Linked DNA regions of Gossypium hirsutum: region 1 is linked to region 2. The links are chromatin contacts, called in public Hi-C maps. All regions are on one chromosome and are shown on one strand. Each heading gives the region's core, a stretch centred on a gene start, on an enhancer-like site or on the middle of the called end of the contact. The rest is flanking DNA. Distances are from core to core; before and after follow the strand shown.

Region 1 (3,026 bases), core at 507-3,006, 55 kb before region 2:
TTTTTAATATATTTATTTCTATTTTTATAATTTTTAAAATTTATATATATTTGATAAAAAAATACATTTCTTTAACAAAAGAAAATATATATTCAATAAATTTTTTATTGAAAATGAATATACTTTAAGGTGAAATTGTGAATTAAACCTTTTTTTAAGTTTTTTTTAATAAAGTTATTTAAAAATCTTATTGTCACGTGACACTAATCAAAATGTGTCACATGGCATATCCAACTACTCAGAATATACCACGTGGTAATTAGGTTTATTTAAAATAAAAATATTGATCTATCATTGATTAGACATTGACTAACTATTGGTCGAAGTTGACTTATATTGATCAACCGTTAACCATTGTTGATCGATATTGACCAACTGTTGAGTGATTACGTAACATGCCACTCAACCTTCTTTTTATTTTTTAATATTATATATAATATATTGTTTAAAAGACAAATTATATAATGTCTAAATAATTCAAAAAATTTAAAAATATTTTTTATAAAATTCTAAAATATATAAAAATAAATTTTTAAAAAATAAAAATATTATATGAAAGTATTTTTTGGTAGAAAAGAGACAACACTAGGCTATTATAATAACCAATTCATAAATTAAAAGAATCTAGACTCGATCTTCAACCAACAAAACTCTAATCGAAACTGACGGAACTGCGAAAAAAATATATCTAAATTTCGAAAATCTCAAAACATTATTTATATATATATTTGAATTTTGTCAATTTCCGGTTAATGGTGGGTAAATATTTTTATTTTAAATAAACTTAATTGTCATGTGATACATTTTCATTGGTTGAATATGTCACGTGACACATTTTGATTGGCATAATTTGTCAACTGGTTTTTTAACACCACTAAAAAAAAGTTGAATAGAATAATAAAATGATAATTTAAATATTAATCTAGGATAAAATAAAAAAATTTAGGTATCACGAAAAAACCAAATTTAACATAAAGCTTTAAAAAAAAACCGAGGTATGGTTTAGGCAGCATATTGAAAAAAAAAACTTTAAATACTAAAATAGAAAAAAAAATAGATGTAAGAAAATGAGTATATTTGAAAGCAAAATTGTGAATTAAGCCACAGAATTGGTTCATATTTCAACTTGTGGGCATTAATCATATGCTTAAAAAGGAATTGAAACACGTTCTGAATCCAGAATGTATATTTGAATAAGAAACAACAAGATTAAGGCAAAAGAAAAGAGCAAGTCAACGAGAGGCGCAAAGAAAGTAAAGGAAACGTACCATAATCAGCTACTGTTACGGGACTTTTATTCCTACCATGTTTTGATCGAACATCTGATTGAAGCAACGCCTTTTGAACTTTCTGAAACCCACATAAACCCTAATTCAGTTTCCGTAGAAAAAAATTGAAAATCCAGAACAGAAAATGCAGAGAAAATGGGGGTTTTTGTTTTTGGTTTTTGGTGAGAAGGGAAATTACCCGACAGAGACGAGCAGCGAGAGAGGCAGCTTTGATGGCGGCAGCCAGCTCTTTATCATAAGCCATTGCAAAAGCCACAGAAGGAGGAAGGGGCAAATACTTGAGATGAAGAAGAGAGAGGGTTGCGACTAATAAATCTCAACCAATTAAAAGATAAATTTTAAAGTACGAAACTTCGCGCTACCAGCCGATTGAGTGATGAAATTTCCAGCAACTTTCAGTTTCACTTTCTCGTTTTGAGTAATGATTAATATATATCCGACCAAAGACATTACTTGTGAAATACTGAAAATTCATTGGCAGCTAATATATGGTGCTTCCTCAATCATCACCTAATTCTTTGTTTAATTAAGTTTAATCATTAGTCAATAATTTATGAGTTTTATTTTGTAAATTTCAGCTTTTAAGAACATACCATGCCTTTGCAAAAATTGTTAAAAATGTTATATGTAGATGTGATTAATGTGTTATAACAGCAAAATTTTGGTACAAAATTCAATAAATCAAGCTTTATAATATCAAATCATTAAGAATAAGAAAATTAGATGCGCAAATGTACTTAAATCCATTGATATCTCGAAATCTCTTGATTTTGATAATCTAAATTAACACACAAGTTTTTTAAAGAATGACAACTCTCTCTTTTTTAAAGATGGAATATAAAAAAGTTACGTGTGTAATTTGGGGACTATAACACTAATGTATAACTTTTGCATATTAACCTAAATTTCTAATCAACTCATCATCAATTAGAAATTAGTTTTTTAGAGTATCTACACATATTTGGTACATAATTTATTTAATAATTGAAGCCCAATAAACCTTAACCAAATTAGATCACTTTTAAATTGAGCTAACATTTTATGATAGTAAATAAAAACATGTAATTATTCTTATTATATATGTGATGTCCATATTTTTTCAACAATCTCCCACTTGGACCACATATATATACTAATTACTCTATAACCACACGTCATTATATAACCTTATGAGCTAAAACTTTAGTATCATATCCAAAAGGTATTCCAGACAATCTCATCTATTAATTATGTTAACAAATAATCAAGACAACTTTCGTTACATATATCATAATTGAATACATCCTTGATCGCATAGATTAATAAAAAATGATATAGATCAAATATAAATGTGTAGCATGGAAATTTTATGTATTGTGACCTAAACATTTCTATTTCTAACTAGTCCACCTTAATCTTAGTGAGATCAAGTCTTACCAAAATCAGAGTGTAAATAAACCAGATAAACCTTATTTCTATAGAAAATAACCTTAATATGTGTAAATTGAAATAACTAAAAATGTGTATAACAAAAAAATTTTAAAATTCCCACTAAAACTAAATATCCTAAAAGGACATTACACCCATATGAGCAATGTGCTCATAAAAGCCTTGGGTGGTAGTCCCTCAGTAAATGAATCTACAATAATGTAGTTTGTCCCAATATTATTTATAGACACATGACTCACTCTGAACTCTTACTTTAAAAACCATGAATTTAAAGTCTATGTGCTTTGACTTTGATGTGCTCTTGTTGTT
Region 2 (2,913 bases), core at 257-2,756:
TCATTCAAACGAATAAGTTGATTTGCAGTTTAATAATTATAATGAAAAGAATAAAATCGAAGAGAATAAAATTTAAAAAAAAGTTAAAAAATTGAGGATTGAAAATTCAAAATTAAAATTGAAAATTGAAAATTGAAAATTTAAATTTTAAATTTGAAGATTGAAAATCTAAAATTAGAAATTGAGGATTGAAGATTGAGGATTGAGAATTTAGGAAGGAAGAATGGCTATGGAGTATTTGGTTGAAAAGATTAAAATTTGGAGGGGATTATATAAGAATTTTTATGGTTGCTGGAGACCTAGTAGTCGTAGGGAAATTATCGTTGAAAGGAAAATGCACTCGCGTTTTCATTGCCTTTAATGAAAATGCGCCTTATAAAACGTGTTTTCAAGAGAGAGATGAAAAACAACATAATTCTATAAATTTTTTTGCAAAATCAATCTAGTTTCTCAATTTCTTTTCCAATATATTTCATTAAAGTAACCATTATCAATGTCTAAACAAAAATTTGAGATTATCATAAAAATCAATAATAACAACCAAAAGCAGTACTTTTAACACATTAATTCTAATATTTCGACCATACATATATAACAAGAGAAAAACACCATTCGTTATTAAGAAGTTAATACATTTTATAAATAATCGAAACTCAAACATATTATCGTGAATCTCAAATATTAACACACACACACATATATATATAATTAAATTATCAAACGTCACTCAGAAAAAAAAAATCTAACCCATAGTTTCATATATCAATTCTAAAAAAAAGAAAATTTAATCAATTCTCGATGATTTAATATGAGAAGACTGTATGACACTTGTTAGAACCGTAAAACTCTAAGATGAAATTTAATAAATAAAGATTTGTCATATGAAATCATCAAGAACAAAAAAAAAGATGCAAAAACATATCTGAATCCATTGATATCTTGAGATCTTTTAGTTTTGATCTTCCAAATTAACAAAAAAATATTTTAGAGAATGATGATTCTTTTTTTTTTAAAGATGAGATATCAAGAAAGTTTATGTATTTGTAATTTTAGAATTATAATTCTAATAAATAACTTTTACACATTAACCTGAATTTCTAATAAATTCATCAATTAATCTTAATCAAATTAGGTCATTTTTAATTTAGACTAATATTTTATGATAATAAATAATTTCATACAATTATTCTTATTATATATATATAAATATTTGATTTTATATTTTTTTCTAACATATACTTGTAATGTGGATTGAAATTTAAAATTAAAATAATCTCTCTCATAAAAAAATGTAATAATTATTTCTAGTTTAATGTGAAACAAAATTGCGATAGTAAATGTTTCTTCTCTTTTAATGTGTAAAAGTCGATTTGTACGGCTTCACTTCCTTCCCAATGCCAAACTGAGGACAAAAATTTTCCTTCCCAAGTCCCATCAGTTAGCCCCTCGTCCCCTTATCTTCCTCTATTTTTATTGGAAAAAAATTCAAATATTATTTGCAGATCCCTCATCTACACTTATGTGTTTTGCTTGGAATTTTTTTTTAAAGGTTCTTTGTAGATCCATCATCTCCATCTCTCTATTTTTATTGGCAAAAAGATTTCAAAGCTTCTTTTTAGATCCCTCATCTTCATCTTTTTGTTTTACTAGAGAATTTTTTTTCAAAGTTTTGTTTCCGAGAGTCGGTTGCTTCATTATTGCTAGATCTTATTTCCTTAAACTTCTACTTGTTTAAGCTGAAGTTTATCAAGGCTTAGGGGTTTTCGAAGAATGAACTAACAAAAGAATATGGAGAAGTTTTATGTTGTTTTTCGTGGAAGAAACCGAACATTTATAGTTTATGGCATGATAACATTATTGGAGTAAAAAAAAAATAATTTTACAAGTCATTTGAAACTGAGTTTTTGAGTAAAAAAACACTTTTGAATAATAACTAAATTTTTTTTATTTTTATTTTCGGTAAAAAAAGTATTTTTAAGAAGCATTTTTTTTACTTATAGTACTTTTGAAAAGTTTAAAGGTATATATTTTTATTTTAAAAATACTTTTTCTTCTAAAATTATTTTTTAGAAATAATACCAAACTGATGTTAAAATGAAAATGAATATTGTGGAAGCCCTCAAAAGTGTTTCTAAGATTTGGTTCCAAGGAGGAGAATGAGAGGTCAAGATGTATAGTTTCTTCACCCTTTAAGCAAAATTTTAAAAAATCTGAAGTTTGCATTGAGAGTCTGGTAAACAATATGAAACATTCTAATGAAGGAATAGTTCATGCTCATGATGTACATATTTATTGCTGGTTATATTATTGGACATTAAATAATGCAAAAAAAAGAGAGTTGTTCTCCAATTTCTGTGGTTTGAATTATTGGCTGTCATATATTGGAATTATTTTTTTATTTTATGATGTTATGCAAAATTTTAAAATTTATTAGAAATTAAAGACCTATATTTATATAGGTGAAGGAGAAAAAGGATATATCGATATTCATTTAGAAAAGAACAAAGTAATCAATCATACAAAATAAGTAGGTCAGAGGTAACTTTTGCAAAGGCTTTATTTTTTATTTTTAAAAGTCATTTTGTTAAGCATATATGATAGCTTGAGTTTGCCAGAAGTGTCTTAAGATAGCTTGAAAAAGAAAACCATGCACCTCTGAATGAAGAATAGATCATCATTGTAGTTTAAATGATATTATTTGGTATTTGTAAATGAGTCATTGGTTAAATGGTGTAAATTTCTTAAAAATATTGTTTTTAAATAAAATTACTAAATTAGATTGTACTTTTTAAAAGTAACAAGATTAAATTGAAATAATGAAAACGCTTCTAATAGGAAGTGTTTTTAGTAGATTTGCAAAAAAACGCTTCTAGCTGGAAACCTTTTCAATGTATTAACAGAAAAATACTTTCA

The links. Hi-C and Micro-C count contacts between places; a contact is called where the count stands out from the background.
Region 1: a Hi-C map of fibers shows a contact between it and region 2, with 4 times the contacts expected there. The contact joins the promoter of LOC107896671 here to the enhancer-like site in region 2. A contact is called at or near these places in 3 of 34 Hi-C or Micro-C datasets (callus, fibers and leaf).

Annotation. Positions count from the first base shown.
Region 1 is chrA10:92,395,084-92,398,109 of Gossypium_hirsutum_v2.1, reverse strand. It overlaps LOC107896671 (SAL1 phosphatase), which reads right to left and starts at 1,756. Exons shown (of 8, transcript XM_041079023.1): 1 at 1,468-1,756; 2 at 1,269-1,350. The coding sequence starts at 1,533.
Region 2 is chrA10:92,339,449-92,342,361 of Gossypium_hirsutum_v2.1, reverse strand. No RefSeq gene overlaps it. Among protein-coding and RNA genes, the nearest start is that of LOC107895987, 3.0 kb to the left of the region's middle. Within about 2 kb of position 1,506, at least 2 of the 9 cell types and tissues checked have an H3K27ac peak or open chromatin away from gene starts, as enhancers often do. A contact at or near this core is called in fibers, where this site is marked.